2 separate regions of the Sus scrofa genome follow, and region 2 is linked to region 1. Evidence: chromatin contacts called from public HiChIP or PLAC-seq data. All regions are on one chromosome and are shown on one strand. Each heading gives the region's core, a stretch centred on a gene start, on an enhancer-like site or on the middle of the called end of the contact. The rest is flanking DNA. Distances are from core to core; before and after follow the strand shown. Region 1 has its middle 63 kb from the start of CYCS. Region 2 overlaps OSBPL3 (oxysterol-binding protein-related protein 3).

Region 1 (3,932 bases), core at 363-2,862:
AACTCGCCCAAGGCGATTTTCCTTTAGAACCCTGCCAGCATGAATGATTGGTATTCAATTATTTACAGACTTCTTTGCCATCCCTTTTATTTGTTTTTCTCCACAGCACCTTAATGTTGATGGCTTCAGATGGGATAATGTATATAGGAAAAGAGTTGAAAGTACAGAAAGAGGAAATTATTGTATCGTTATGACTCTGACTGTATTCGTAGTTTTCTCTGTAACACAGTTACAGGCGTTCATCGTTCCAGAGAGCAGAGGTTGGAAAGCAATGGACTAGCTGAGACTTGCTCCATGTCAGAGAAAAGGCTGAGACAGAGAATACAGGCGTCTTCCTAAAACTGCTCTCCGACGGTGATGTCCATGACCTTGACGGATCGCACAGGATCCCCACTTCCACTGAGCATGTGCGTTTGTGCTCAAGTGCCCCTTGAGGGTCAGGAAGGTTTTTCTTTTCTTTTTTCCTTTTTTTGGGGTCTTTTTAGGGCCGCACCTGCAGCATATGGGGGTTCCCAGGCTAGGGGTCGGATCGGAGCTGTAGCCACCGGCCTACGCCACAGCCACAGCAATGCCAGATCCTTAACCCACTGAGCGAGGCCAGGGATGGGGAACCCGCCTCCTGGTGGGTTTGTTACCACTGAGCCCCGACGGGAACTCCTGGAAAGTTTTTCCATTGCAGGAATCTCTTTGCTGATGTTTGCTGTATTCCTAGTGGTGGCCAGTTTACCATCAATTTCATCATTAATTTCACCATTAATTTGTCAGTCCATAACTAGCTCATTCCCCACATAGCCTGGTCCTTCCTCATAATCTTCTCTCTGGTGTCACCCTTCCACCGACCCATGTAGCCACTAGTTGACGTAATCAGCGACTCACAGCTTGTTCTCTGTGATGACACTCTGGCCGGTCCCTCTGTGCCCAAGCCTTAAGGGTCTGTGACTTCCTGCCACACCCTGTAGCACACTCCCTGCCTCGTGGCGAAGGGACTGGCACTTAAACTATCCCAGTGCTCTGGGCAGTGCTATTTAATGTTTCACACCCTCTGCTCAGTGTGACTCATTCTGTAAGTACAGGCAGGCTGAGCTTTTTCATGCTGCTTATTTTACCTTGAGCGCATTCAAGGCCAACGATGGACCCTTGTTATTGCTCTTCTAGGCCTGCACAGGCACCCCCTTGTTTGCAATTATGGAGTCATGGAGCCAAAAAAGGGGAACATCTACTACCTGAGAAAATGAAGCCAGCCCTGGGCCCCAGTACTTCTGCAGCTGGGGGCAGGGCTTCGTCACTCCTGCATTCCAGGGAGAGGGACTGTCTCCAGAGAAGGTGTCAAGGACGAATGGGGGGATGGCACTCCCCCCCCCCTTGCTGGCAGCTCAGCAGGGGCACCTCTCCCCTTCAGTCTGGGTAGGGGACACGCTGAGCATCTCTCTGCTGATCAAGGCTAGCACTCACTCTCCAGTTCCTTTGTGCTGGGGATGCTACCGGAAGTAGAGTTCACAGGGTCCTCAGGGCTGAATCTGTCTTGGCAGGGATGCTGCTGCTAGTTCTTCGGGCACCTTTTTGGGAGTTGGTTGGAAAAGGGACGCCTTCCTCAAGGCTCTATACTGCCATCTGTTGGAATGTTGTTGTAATACAAGTGCTCATACACAGCGAGGGCAGGAATGGGGCTCTTGAGCAGGTGCAGCATGGTGGTGGGAGGTGGATGAGGGACAGTGAGTGAAGCTTGGCTTTGTGACTTCAGTGGAGACCAGGCCTGGATGGGCCACACAATCTTGCACAACTGGCACGTGCGTGGTGTGCGTGGGTCTGACAGTGGCCTGGCTCAGGACTTGGCCCTCACGTCACAGGCTTTTCTGAGGCTTCCGGCACATCAGCAGAGGGGGAAGGAAGGTGTGCTGGCGAGCACAGGTGGGTCCATTGCTGGGAGCAGCAATTAAAAATGTAGTCTGAAGCAGGGTACCGGCACTCTCTGTCTCTGCTGGAACCAGTAGGCTCTTGTGGGGTGAGGGTGAGGCCTAGGGGTCCTTCAATGCTGCAGGCTGGGGCTTGCGCCAAATACCATTTGGCTGCCATTATTGTGGTCAGTTATGCTCCTAGGCCCCTGTCCTGGGAAAATACTTGTAAAACCACGAATGCCTGCTATGACCTTAGAGGCTCCTTATCATCCATCCCCAAAGTAAGCTAGGTTGACCATTTTTAGCCCCCTCTGCTAGACCACTGCCAATCGCCATCGGGGGCTCTTTCCTCTGGCCGAGGCCACCTTACTGCTGCAAAGAGAAGAGGACAGGCAGGCAAGAGAACACGATTTAAGAGAGCCCTCTTCTCTAGGTCCTTCCAAGGGAGGAGGGGACAGGAGCAGAAGTTGTTGAGCTTTAGGCCTTTGCGTGCTGGACTTTGCATGCTTTTTTTTTTTTTTAAGAATTTAAAATTACAATTTTTTTCTTCTTATTTTAACCATGTTTTAATTGAAGGATAGTTTACAATGTTGTGTTAGTTTCAGGTTTACAGCAAAGTGATTCAGATACATACATATAAATATGTATTTATGTATATAAAATATATTTATATATAAATTATAAGATATATATTTTATAGGTATATAAATATATATCTTTTGTATATATAAAATATATATATTCTTTTTCAGATTCTCTTCCATTATAGATTATTACAAGATATTGAATATAGTTCCCTGTGTTATACAGTAAATCCTTGTTGTTTATTTTATATATAATAGTACATATCTATTAATTCCAAACTCCTTATTTATTTCCCCCCCTTCCTGTTATCCTCTTTGGTAACCATAAGTTTGTTTTCTATGTCCGTAAATTTATTTCTGTTCTGCAAGTAAATTCATTTGTACCCTTTTTTAAGATTTCACATAAGTGATATATGATATGTATGTCTTTCTCTGTCTTACTCCACTTAATATAGTCTCTAGGTCCAACTATGTTGCTGCAAATGGCATTATTCATTCTTTTTTATGGCTGAGTAATATTCCACTGTATATATGTACCACATCTTCTTTATCCATTCCTCTGTCAGTGGGCATTTAGGTCGCTTCCATGTCTTGGCGATTGTAAATAGTGCTGCAGTGAACATTGGGGTGCATGTATCTTTTCAAATTATGGTTTCTCTGGATATATGCCAGAAGTGGGTTTGCTGGATCATATGGTAGTTCTATTTTTAGTTTTTTAAGGAACCTCCATATCGTTATGCATAGTGGTTGTATCAATTTACATTCCTAATGATAGTGTGAAAGGGTTCCCTTTTCTTCCCAACCTCTCCAGCATTTATTATTTGCAGATTTTTTGATGATGGCCATCTGGCCAGGGTGAGTTGGTACCTTACTGCAGTTTGGATTGGCGCTTTTCTAGTAATTAGTGATGTTGAGCATCTTTTCATGTTTGCATGCCTTTTTTTTTTTGTTTGTTTGTTTGTTTTGCTTTTTAAGGGCCACATCCATGACATGGAAGTTCCCAGGCTAGAGGTCTAGTTGGATCTTTAGCCTCTGGCCTGCGCCACAGCCACAGCACTTCAGATCTGAGCCACGTCTGCGACCTACACCACAGCTCATGGCAACGCTGGATTCTGAACCCACTGAGTGAGGCCAGGGATCGAACCTGTGTCATTTTCGTTTCTGCTGAGCCACAAAGGGAACTCCTGCACGCCTTTGAACATCGGCTTTCCTCATTGAACCCTCTCCACGAGCCAGGTCATTGATACATCTTTACTCTTAATCCTTACGACACCCTTGTAAAGTAGGCATGGGTCACAGAATAATGCTAATGGTTCCCCAAAGCTGTCTACAGCCTAATCTCCAGAAACCAAGAATATGCTACTTTACATGATTAAAGGGGCTTTGCAGATGGGATTGAGTGAAGGACCTTGAGTTGGGAAGTTTCCTGGACTATGCAGGTGGGGGCCAATAT
Region 2 (3,932 bases), core at 951-3,450, 170 kb after region 1:
GTCATTGATGACATAGCCGAGTGGTTTCCTTGGAGTGGCAGGTGTGAAAGGCTGGTTCAAGTCCCTTCATGAGAAAATAGGAACAGTGGAAGAGGGCACCCCTTTTCTGCCAGTCCCTCGGGCAGGAGTTGAGAGAGGCCTTCATAGATGCTCTGTTCCCAACTGCTCTAATCTAATGCCATGCTTAACACAGCCCTGTTCTCTCCCCTCGAGGATAACTCTTGATTAATTCATTGGTTGAAAGAGCGTGTAGGTCTGTGAGTCCTGGGTCTTATTTTCATATCTTTTGAACTCTCACAGGACTGGCACGGGGTTTTGGCAGATGAGAATTATTGGACTGAAATTACTCACCACCACCAGTAAATGTTCCTCTTTGGAGAGCAGGTTGGAAGGTACAGCTGGGGGCACGTGGGGAATGGGAGCAAAAAGCCACAAATTCCCCAGCCCCCTCACTCCAGGGACGGACGTATTATGAGGATTTCAAAAAATGAGCAAAGACCCCTCCATTGAGTTATTTCTGGCAAATGATGCACTCTTTAAACGCTTCCTATACCCGGGCTCTCCAAACAGACTGTTCGACTGGAAAGTATGAAACGGAAGTAAAAGACCGTCCCTGTTGAAACTGACCTAGATTCACACTGGCTCTGCTTTTGGCCAGCTGGCTGACCTTGCCATGTTCGAGAAAACCTCTGAGTCTTGGATTTTCAGCTACAAAATGTAGATAATTTTGCGTCCTTTTGAGAACTAAACGAAATCACATATATGAAGTACCTGGGCTAGCCCTTGGGAGACATTTTGGGTCAGCGTGGATGAAATGAATGGATGAATGAGCTTGTGGTTGCTAGGTAGAAAGAAAGCCTGCTGTTCCCAAAGCTCTGTGTGTATATTAAGTAGCTTAAGGGATGTCTAAGGGGGAGAGAGAATTGCTATTTCAAAACTTGTGAAATATGAGTAATTTCCTCTTGTCTTTTTCCCTCTGCCCCTTACATTTCCTTCCTAGAACTTTCAAAGTAACACATTTTAGAAGCCAGCTAGATTTAGAGAAGCATGAAAAGCTTTTGTCTCTTTTGAAAGCATTCTATAGGCCCTAGCTTTTGTTTCTTCAACCAGTATCCGTTGAGAAACTATTATTAAAAGACTGGGAGCAGGGAGACGTGACGCTACTAAGGACAGGACAGCTGAACAGGCCGCTATAAATAAGAAATGGACTCTGATTGGGAAGATCGTGGATTGTAAACAGAGCATAGCTTCCTTTTTTTTTTTTTTTTTTCCTTTTTAAAGTGTGTTGTAGCATTTGGTGTGTAAGTCAGAAATCAGGAAATGAATCTTCTAAAAGAATCGACACACTTCACTCATTATTGGAGGGGATTTGAAATGGGGAAATCGGTTGCTAGGTCAGTCCCCATACAGTTATGCAATTTATTCTTGTCACCCCCTTGTCCCTGGGATAATCTGAGGTGGCCTTTGAGCTCTCCCAGGGTCACCTGATGAGACTTTATTTATGCAGACTCTTAGATTATGCTGTTCTCTAGGGCAGCCAGGCTGGCTGGGCTTGGTGCCAGAACCCGTGAGACACACAAGTTAAGTGGGAGTTTGCCAAGCAGAGTGAGTGAAAGCTATAATGTTCAGGTGTTTATAATTTCAGCTCTCTGGGTATTGAGAATGCCTAGTTCCACTTAACTTCTTTTAATTCATCCTGTCCTTAGATGCTGAAGTTTGCCAGCTGCCTTTTGTAAGTAGGGGCTGAATCAACATCGCAAGAAAGGCCCATCCAGGAGGTGTGGCTTGGCATGATTGTTGCATTGTTCTATGACAGTCACAAGAAAGAAAAGGCAGTGAGCATTAAGTTGCTTGAGAGCCAGACCCCTGAGTTTAAATCTTGAGCTGTTAATAAGCTGTTTGACCTTGGGCAAGGTCCTTAACCCTTCTGTGCCTTGGTTTCTTATAAGCTTGTACCAGTTGCTTAGAAGAGAGCTGAGAAAGAAAAAACATTAAAAGAGAGAGAGAGAGAACCTGCCTGTAGTAAGTGCTGTGTGCAAGTGTTTGACACATAAACCCCTCACCTTCTAGAAGGAAGAGTCCCAGGAGCCCTCAAGCAGTACCACGCGGTGGCAGCTCCTCTCCTTCATCCTTTCAGCTCCAGAGCTGCTGGCACAAGGCAGAGCCAGACGGCCTGGCATCCGCCAAGGCTGCTCTGAGAAGAAGAGGCAGCAGAGGGCTCTAGGAGTTAACAAGCGTCTGATAGCATCTTTACAGCTCATAATATCCTTTCCTATTCTTCCCTGGAGTCTCAAAACAATCCAGTAGGTCTGTGTTTTTCCTACCCTGTAGAAAGAAAATATGGCTCCAATTAACTGCTGGTTCCGTGTCTAAATGGTAGAGGATCAGGCATCCTTCTTTTTGAAGGACAGCGAGTTTCTTTAGATGCTAGAAAGCTTCTTTCGAAGTTAATTCGAGTTCCCTGTGCCCTGTGTACAGATGACCAGGGTTTTGTGGCTGATGTTGTGTCACTGTTTTCTTTCTTCTCCACACCCGTGGCCGGGATTGAATCCTAGCCGCTGCAGAGACACTGCCAGATCCTTTCCCCACTGCTCCACAGCGGGAACTCCAAATGATGATTGTTTAAACAAGCCTCCAGAAGCCAGCACCTCCATGAATGCAGGGCTAAGAGTAACACAGATGAGGGAAACAGCTGTAAGGAGCCCTCAGGTCTGACTGTCTGGACCTGTTTGTTTTTTTTTTTTTTGTCTTTTGTCTTTTTTGTTGTTGTTGTTGTTGTTGCTATTTCTTGGGCCGCTCCCGCGGCATATGGAGGTTCCCAGGCTAGGGGTTGAATCGGAGCTGTAGCCACCGGCCTACGCCAGAGCCACAGCAACGCGGGATCCGAGCCGCGTCTGCCACCTACACCACAGCTCACGGCAACGCAGGATCGGTAACCCATTGAGCAAGGGCAGGGACCGAACCCGCAACCTCATGGTTCCTAGTCGGATTCGTTAACCACTGCGCCACGACGGGAACTCCTGGACCTGTTTTTTTCTGGTTCTCTGGGCCCAACAGAGAAAAATAATTAACTATATATTCTGTCGTAGTTTTTCAGATGTCCCCTTTCTGAGCCTTTACTTCTTCTTGCTGCCTATTTTTGGGTCATACATATGCTTGTGACATTATTCCCTGAAAGGAGGAAGGGCAAAGATAAAAGACTCAATTCTCAATATACAGCTACACTGAGTAAATCTTGTAAAGGAAAAACAAATCAATGTTTGATATGGGAAGACATTTAGACCAGCAAAAATGGTATATATATTTGTCAGAGTTTCTTTGTCACTTTACGTGTCCACAAATGACAGACAGTCCGCTGCCTTCCACAGTCTGGAGAACACCAAACTCTTCAAACACTTCTAGAAATTACTGAACTGTCCAAACTGTTCTGAAATTCCAGAATGGCAGGTACAGCAAATACATTTTAGTGGGCTGTAGAGACACTGCTTTGATAGCAACTACACGAGGTGCCTTAAGAGAATCAGTGCATTTATTCACGGTTGGCTTTGACCCCAGTGCAGAATCCAGGAAGGCGGGACTCTGTCTCAGATGCTTTTGTTGAAAGCACAGCTCATGAGCTGTGCAGTGACTGGAATTTTCTGTAGGTGCTGTTGATGCAGTTGTGAACTGAACTGACTCAACAGTTTTGTTTTCCCCAGGGAGGGGAAAGTCTGAGGCTACTTCAGTGATAAGATGCTATTAAAATAATAAAGGCCCAGAAATGACCATGTAAGTAAAACAGAGGCAAAACAGCAGACTTCCCAAGAGTAACCTGGTATCTCTCTAAGGTCCTCTCCACCCTGGCCCTACCTTGGAGTCCAGCTGTGTCTCCCTCTGCTCCTCTACCCAAGCCCTCGCCACAATCAAAATCACCTCCTCTCTATTCTCACCCC

Evidence for each region. HiChIP or PLAC-seq counts read pairs in DNA pulled down with a chosen protein or histone mark.
Region 2: a contact with region 1 is called in an H3K27ac HiChIP or PLAC-seq map of alveolar macrophages. The contact joins two enhancer-like sites. A contact is called at or near these places in 1 of 47 Hi-C or Micro-C datasets (skeletal muscle) and 1 of 2 datasets of contacts at active chromatin or transcription factors (alveolar macrophages).

What each region holds. Positions count from the first base shown.
Region 1 is chr18:47,231,044-47,234,975 of Sscrofa11.1, forward strand. No RefSeq gene overlaps it. Among named protein-coding and RNA genes, the nearest start is that of CYCS, 63 kb to the left of the region's middle. Within about 2 kb of position 1,613, at least 17 of the 83 cell types and tissues checked have an H3K27ac peak or open chromatin away from gene starts, as enhancers often do. A contact at or near this core is called in alveolar macrophages, where this site is marked.
Region 2 is chr18:47,397,466-47,401,397 of Sscrofa11.1, forward strand. The region is part of intron 2 of OSBPL3 (oxysterol-binding protein-related protein 3); the gene reads left to right. It also overlaps the pseudogene LOC102166253. Among named protein-coding and RNA genes, the nearest start is that of OSBPL3, 100 kb to the left of the region's middle. Within about 2 kb of position 2,201, at least 33 of the 83 cell types and tissues checked have an H3K27ac peak or open chromatin away from gene starts, as enhancers often do. A contact at or near this core is called in alveolar macrophages, where this site is marked.